Linked DNA regions of Muntiacus reevesi: region 1 is linked to region 2. Evidence: chromatin contacts called from public Hi-C data. All regions are on one chromosome and are shown on one strand. Each heading gives the region's core, a stretch centred on a gene start, on an enhancer-like site or on the middle of the called end of the contact. The rest is flanking DNA. Distances are from core to core; before and after follow the strand shown.

What was found. A called contact is a pair of places that touch in the nucleus more often than the background predicts.
Region 1: a Hi-C map of muscle shows a contact between it and region 2, with 2.9 times the contacts expected there. The contact joins the promoter of YKT6 here to the promoter of NUDCD3 in region 2. A contact is called at or near these places in 2 of 3 Hi-C or Micro-C datasets (blood and muscle).

Annotation. Positions count from the first base shown.
Region 1 is chr6:73,163,037-73,166,817 of mMunRee1.1, reverse strand. It overlaps YKT6 (YKT6 v-SNARE homolog), which reads left to right and starts at 1,355. Exons shown (of 7, transcript XM_065939251.1): 1 at 1,355-1,604. The coding sequence starts at 1,501.
Region 2 is chr6:72,953,162-72,957,397 of mMunRee1.1, reverse strand. NUDCD3 (NudC domain containing 3) reads right to left here and starts at 1,846. Exons shown (of 6, transcript XM_065938636.1): 1 at 1,389-1,846. The coding sequence starts at 1,580.

The sequences.
Region 1 (3,781 bases), core at 106-2,605, 210 kb before region 2:
AATCTATTCCAACAAATACTGTCCGTCTGATTCCTCCTTTTGTTTGACGTTCAGGGGCCAAAAAAAAAAAACCAACCAAAAAACAAAAAAAAAACGGACTCAGAATTTTCTTCGGAAATGGCTCTCACTCGCCCCCTACAGGGAAATTGTGTCAGTGCAGTCAGGATGGGTTACACACAGTTCAGCGTCCTTTTTGAGACACTGGCCTGGCATTGGCCTCTCTGTTCCTGAGGTTTGGTACCAAAATGTCGGGGATAGGAAAAAGCCCTTCCGCACACCCAGGGTCGATGAGAAGGGTGCTGAGTGAAAAGGCAGGTGGTGGGAACTTCCTTCAGCCAGCAGAATAGTGTATTTGGCAATGTCCAGAGACGTTTTTGGTTGCCAAATGGCCACTGGGGTACCACTTGCATTTAGTTGGGGTAAAGACATGAAATGCTGCCTACGATGCATGGACAGCCCCCAACAACAGCTATCCAATCCAAAATATCACCAGTGACAAGACTGAGATACTCTGATTGAGAGTCATGTTTTGAGTGATGCTGTTGGTTTTTCAAACATACCATCTTTCCCATCATTTCAGATCTGGCTGCTTCTAGCACGACGGTTGTGTAACCTTCCCGCCAATTTCCAAATATCAAAGTCCTTTCAGCTGTGTCTGTCCTGCAAGATGCTTTCTGACAACATACCATTTAACAAACAAGAAGATAAGACGTACTACCCTCAGAGAACTGAGCCTTATTCACCCCCATCCACTGAAAAAGCATTATTTCAACATTTCAAGCAAAATGAGGTTTTCCAAGTCATGGTATGCCAAGTGCTCCCTCAGTTTGGAGCTGTGGGAAGGGCAAGAGAGGGTACAATTAACTGAAAATAAGAGGCAAGCCTTCACCTTCCAGCAGGAGCCTCGAAAAGATCCCTATCCTTCACTCAAAAAGGAGATCTGATTTACAAAAGACTTTTCTAGAAGGCAGTTCGCGCATAAATCAAAGTCCCTCGTGTAGGGTTTACAAAGTACTGGCGTGTGGGTGGGGCTCTGGGTCTCACTGCTCAGAGGAAGGACAGCCCCCGGGACACAGGTGTTCCTACAGTACTCAGAAGAACCGGGAAGAAGCCGGGGGGCGCTGGGAGGACTCAGGACGGCCAGGGAAGGAGGGAGAAGGCCTCGGAGAGATAAGGCCAGCAGAAGAGTAAGGACTCGTAGTGAAACACCGAGGTGGCCTACGAGAACTCCGACAACGCCTCACGCGCACGCGCAGGACCCCGCACCACCCCCTCGTTCGCATTTCCGGCTGCTTCTTTCTGCATCCGGGGCACGAAAAGACTCCGTTAGGCCTCGGGCGGCGGTCCCTCACCGGAACCGGAAGTGAACCCCGAGCCAGGAGAAGGAAGCCGGTGGCCGATCCGTCAGCAGCCGGCGGCGGCCTCGAGGGGCGGCGCTGCGCTGCTCCCTGCGAACCGGTGCCGCGGCCGGGCGGGTGGCCAGCCCAAGGGCCCGGCGCCATGAAGCTGTACAGCCTAAGCGTCCTGTATAAAGGCGAGTCCAAGACGGTGCTGCTCAAGGCCGCATACGATGTGTCCTCCTTCAGCTTTTTTCAGAGATCCAGGTGAGCGGGCCCAGGAGGGCGGCGCCCGGACGGGGAGGCCCGGGGTCCGGGTTGGAGACCGTCCGGGAATCGAAGCCCGGGGCTTGGCCTCCCGCATTGGAGCCGGTGGTCTTTTCCTCGGCCTGCGGATTGTGCCTCTGAGAAATCATCCTCCTTTCAATCGTGAAAAGCTGTAGCCCGTTCTGGAATGTAGTCCGTAATCAGGGTTTTTCAAAATTTCTGTATAGAAATGACCGGGGGTCTTTGAGAAAGGGCAGATTCCTCTAGGTTCACGCCCAGTTGAGTTCCAGCAATCTGTATCTTAAACCAGCAAATCCCACTCAGTGGTTCTGACCCAGGAAGCTCACGTGCCACACCTTAAGCGCCACGTTTGTGTTGTTTGCCTGGGCTTTCCAACAGTTCGGTGTGAGAGTTCCTGGTACACTCTGTCATATTATGGAGGAAGTCACTGAGGCCCCAGGAGATGGATACCAAACCAGCCAGGACTCCAACCCAAATTGTATGCTCTTTACGGTTGGGCTCTAGTGGTACAAATGCGTTCTACAGTGAAATTGTGGAAGGAAGCATGGAGGTTTTAGGGCTTAAAAACCTTTGAACATTTGCGAGGCACTTTAATGCAATCAAGTGTGTGTTAGAAGTACCACAGACACTTAACAGCCTGTTTGAGGGAGGGGTGGCGGTGACTCAGGCACAAAAGGAGAAGGATCCTACAAAGTCTGTGTCTTTGGACACCCAATCTCCAGGTCTGGTGGCATCTGGATTCTATCTTCATTACTTCAGTGGGCTGTTTTGTTCTTGATGAGAGTGGCTTGATGGCAGAATCTCAAACAATTCCACTTGTTATTTTGTTGAAACTTTCTGCTTCTTTTTGGGTCCTTCTTGATCCTAGCATTCTCTATCATGACTTCTAGTCTCTGTTCTGTGTTGCTGCTTTTCTGTGATGGAACTTTGGGTGTTAACTTGGTTAACTCTTGATTCTTTTCCTTTCTCTCTTTTCCCTACTGACATTTACTGAGAATCCTCAGAGATTTCACTTTCGGACTTTCATCTCACTGGTTTTCGGTATCCAGACCAGTTTCAGATGATTAACACAACGGCAGTACTGTAGGGAAATCTCTACAGATGTCTCTTAAAACAACACATAGTCCAGTTGAGCCCATTGTTTTTCTCATAAGTCCTCCTCTCTTCTGTCCAGCCCACCTCATGATTATCAGAATGCGAACCTCAGAGCTTTAAAACATTTTCCAGCTTTTCTGGCTCTTGTATGCAGAATGTCACAATGAATGCAGTTCTTCCTTTGTCTAATTATAGTTCTACTCTAAGTTCTGTCTCTTTTTAGTTTTATTGCAAGGACTTCCTTATTTTCAGACTTTCCTCTAAGGGACTTTTCTGGTCCTATTCACTCTCTCAGGATATTAATAACAAGTAATACTATGCGCCAGACATCGTGCTAAGTGCTCATTTAGTCATCACAGCACGTCTCGATTTATAGACAAAGCGCGGTACAGTAAGTCCCTTACCAGAGGTCACACATCTCGTAAGTGATGGACCTGGGATCCCAGCCAGGGGAGTCCACTCCAGACATTGTGAGTCCTCACTCTGCTGTGTGGCTCTTGATGTGATCTCAGGAGTGTATGAATCTGCTGGAACCAACTGTGGATTCCACAAGTCAGGACTCTGCACTGACAGCCCTTTATATGACATTCCCAGTCAGAGGCTTCTTGTTAACTCTGGTCCCTCCAGCTGGACTGTTTTCACCTGTGACTCTTCCATTCTGGCCACATCTTTTTCTTGGGCCTGTGAACTTCCTCCTCTCCCTCAGCCTTGGTACAAACCATTTTCTGTTTCCTTGTCTTGGCTGAGCCCTTGCCCTCAATTCCGTCCAGAGTGTCCCAGGCCTGTACCATGGATTAGCCCCACCCGACCTGAGGCTAGAGCCAGCATTCACTGTCGCATTGCAGGGTCCAGCATGTGGCAGCTGCCATAACTGACTGTGCATCCACTGAACAGTTTTTGCCACTTAGTTGTCTCCATCACAGATTTTATTTCTTCCCACTTCTTGGGAGTTAGTGGAGCCTTGAGAACAGGAGCTGGCCTCTGCTTCTCTGCTGTGTCCCAAATCATACTCTGACTAAAATGTTAAATTAACTATAACCTGTAGAAGATTCCCCAGAAGT
Region 2 (4,236 bases), core at 597-3,096:
CACTCTACAATGGACTGGTTAAATAATAGAACAGAAAAATATGGAATCGGAAAAATGAAGTTTTGAGCTATAGCTCTATGATGAGTTTGGTCAAATCAAACCACCTGATCTGCTGAACTGGCACCCTCATCTGCCACATAAAATTCAACCTTATCTATTTCACAAGCTTCCGTGAAATTATTAATTTGCCAAAGGATTTGCTAAAAACCATCTCTGACACACAGCTCTCTGATCACTTGGATGGTACTTAACCACTACAAGGATGAGCAACAGCCTTAAGTTTTCAACTGAATACCAACCTCACTCCTCATTTGACCATATTATCTCCGGTAGTTATTCAAACATTTTAAGCTTTTGTTTCTTCATGCAGGCACTAAGGAAAGTAATATCGGACCAACCTGAAGCTAGTAGCAAGACTTCACGAGATGAACCTTTTGAAATCACTTCATAAACTGTACAGTGCTAGACGACAGTGAGAGGTATCACTAGAATTTCTACCTTCTCAGGTTCCTGGCTCAATGCTTGACTAAGTAGGCTCTTTCGATCCCATCAAAATTCCACCTCCTCTACAAAACTTGTCTTCATTTCCAAAAGATCATTTCTATTCCTTTCCTTCCAATGGTTCTGTCAGATAACAGGCAAAGGTCCCTGTTACTGTATTTCATCTCTTTAAATATAGCGTAAGTGTCCCAAGCAGAGAAACCATTATTTAACCATCCGCATAACCAGTGTATCTCCAATGCCTGCGGTGGCTGAATGTGTGAACTCTTGCTTATTACATTTCAAATACCCCGTCAAGTTCAGTGAATGATAGCCTCCAACATAAGCTTAACCTGGGATGCACAGTTATACGCTCATATGTAAACTTATTAAGTAGTATTATACTATGACTGTCTTTGACGTGAAAAGTCACATTTCAAATAAAAGAACCACACCCATCACACAGCCTCCCCCTCGTCCAGCAGTCGTAGTTCTGGGGTGTGCAGGTGTCCGTGCTACAGCCGCCCATTCCCCAGCCTAGCCTGCATTGTTTTCATTCACTGACTGGCCGGCCCTGTCACTCGAAGAGTTACGCGCTGCTGGAGGTGACCGGGGTCCTGAGCTTCTAGTATCCAAATGCACCCTATCGGACCAGGCTGCTCTAGAGCCGGCACCTCTCACAGGAGTAAACTGATACCAGACCAGCATCTCCGCAGAAGCCGCGGCCGCAGGAGGCGGGTCCGGGGAAGCGCCAGAGCATGAACTGAGGTCGGCAGCGAAAGAAGCGGTGGGCTCGCAGGAGCCTGAGCTCCCAGAGGGTCGGGGACTACCGGAGCGGGCTTGCGGGGGTCGGGGCTCCCACGATCTTCCCCCACCTCACCCCAAGCTTCCCGCCCGCCGCGCGTTACCTGCAGCACCAGCGCCTGCGCGGCCCCCGGGGGAAAGCCCATGCGGTCCGACGGGTGGCGCAGCAGGCGGTAGAAGTCCGTTTTGCGGTAGAGGAAGCCGAAGAGCACACGCAGAAAGTCCTGAACGTTGCCCACGTGCTGCAAGATGCCCAGCAGGGCCTGATCGTACAGCTCGGCCGCCCCAGGCTCCATGGCGTCGCCGGCCGGAGGAAAGCTCACTCACTGCGGGCGCGGCCCGGACGCCGGCCTAAGGCCACTTCCGGTGCTCTGCAGTAACGGCCCGGCCGCTGGCGCGCCCGGGAAACTTCCGGTCCGCGTTTGTTCGCCCCCGCGGTGGAGCTGGGCTGGACTGCGCCGGAGCCGACTGGACCCGGGCACCTCCCCTACTGCCCCCGGGCTTCTGGGGCGGTCTCGCAGAGGAGCAGAAGTGGGCCCCCGAAGAGCAAAAGGGCCCGGGGCTGCGGCATTGAGGGCGCCTAGTGGCCATGTTGGAAACTGGCGGAAGAGTTGTAGCGCCGACAACAACTGTTACGTGAGCCATGCTGTTGTCACGTGGTTTGTGGGCTGTGTTCCAGACTGGACGTCCTGAAACAAGGCGGGACAGCGAGAACCTTTTGCTTGCGAGTCCAAAGAGGAAAATGCGACCTTTTTGTTGGTGTGTTTCCCGTTACTAACGTAGTCGTGGGTGAAATGCAAGGTGATATGCATAAATAAAAGAAGACAAGATTGTCAAGTGAGTGCATGTACCAGGATTAAATGGAAAGAGCTAGATGCAGAAAAGAGAATCCGGTGTGCCGTGCTGTAAAATATACATATACGTATATATATGTGTGTATAGTATATACATGTGTACGCCTCGTATATATATACACAGACAGAATGTGTACGTGTTCTAAAGGTCTGTCAAAGCATAATCTGAAACTCAAAACATAAACACTTACTCAAATATATAATGAACACGTCAGAGATTTACACATTTTAATTAACAGTAGCCAATGATATGATAAAGCTAGTTTGGAGAAGCTTTTCGAGAAAGTGGGTATTTATAACTCTTTCAGAAAACAGAGTAAGATGTCTAGATTGGATACAAAGCTGGCTGGTATCCTATAAAATGATGTAGATTGTCTTTCCTAGTGGATAGAAATGATTTGCATAGCTACTGGCCTGAAACCTACAAGTTAACATGTATTTTAATAGTGTATGAACTCTAATGGATTGTGAACAAAGTCAAACTCAGATAAACTGCTGTAGAGCAGCGTTCTGAAACTTTTTGGACTTAGGACTTATTTACAGGTGATTCCCTGAGGGCCCAGTGGTTAGGACTCTGCACTCTCACATCAGAGTGCCCAAGTTCAATCCCTGGTCCAGGAACTAAGATCCCACAAGTGTGGCCATGGCCAAAAGGAGAAAAAAAAAAAAAAAAAGACCCATTTTCATTGTTAAAAATATATCAAAGACTCTTTGGAGTCTTCCATAAATTTTATGTGTATTATGTTTATTGATAGTTACCATATTGGACATAAAAACAGAAAATGTTTAAATATTTATTTATGTATTTTAATAACCATAAAAACATGTTAACATATTTTTGTAAAGAAATAATATTCTTCAGAGCAGTAAAAGTTTATGAGAAAAAAAAAGTTTATGAGAAACAAAGCATCCTTTTAAACTTTTGCAAATCTCTTTACTATCTAGCTTAATTGAATTGAAGACAGCCAGATTCTCACATCTGCTGCGTTCACTGTATTGCAGTATGGTGTTTTGACTGAAGTATGAGAAACCCAGTCTTATACAAATAGCAGTTTAATTGCCTTTTCAAGTAAATGTGAGTATTATTCTTGGAAACTACACCAACATTCAACAAATTGTACTTTCTTAAAGATTAGTTGCACTGTGAAATCTGAAATTGTATCAATAAATGTCTCCTACTTTGTCACATTAATATATGTTGGTCTGTCCTAATACTTTGAGTGAATCTTTGCTCACAATCTATTCTCTGTATACACAGAGCAAGGAGAGATGGAAGAAAGAGGCAGACCACTTCAGACTGGTAGGTAGGAGGTTTAATAAGCAAGGAAAGTTATAAGACTTGTCCTGGGCAGCCCCAAGACCAGTATATTTTCATGTCCACTTTGCCAGAATCGTAAACATTTATACAGACACCTTAACTGGGTTCAATCACGTACACTGTCCAGATGGGCTCAGAAACATCTTCCCCTCTCAAGGTATTGAGAGGAAGATGTTGTTGAAAACAACTCTTGCTGTGGGAATGGTAGGCAGAGCATACGTTACAAGCACAGAGGAAAGGGTGAGGAGTCTCCCATTGCCTGGGTCTAGCTAGAGGGTCAACCAGGGATCATGTTCTGAATACCCCCAATAAACTTTTACACATGTGATTTTGTAAAATCAGAATGGAATAAAGAATGTGATGCAAGAGTCTAACTATATTTAAAATGTATAAGGGCTTCCCTGGTGGTCCAGGGGTCAAGAATCCTGCCAATGCAGGAGAAACGAGTTCAATGCCTGGTCTGGGAATATTGCACATGCTGCAGAACAAATAAACCTGTACCCCACAACTACTGAACCCATGCACTTAGAGTCTGTGCTCTACAACAACAGAAGCCGCTGCAATGAGAAACCCATGCATCACAACTAAAGAGTAGCCCCAGATCTCTGCAACTAGAGAAAGCCTGAAGGCGGCAACAAAAACCTAGCTCAGCCAAAAATAAATAAATAAATATTTTTTAAATGTATAAAGCAGCTTCTCTGAAAGGGATACTGACCCCATCTGAAAGATGCTAACCCACGTAACTCTGGAAAGGAATGGTGTCTGTAAGACTAAAGGCAA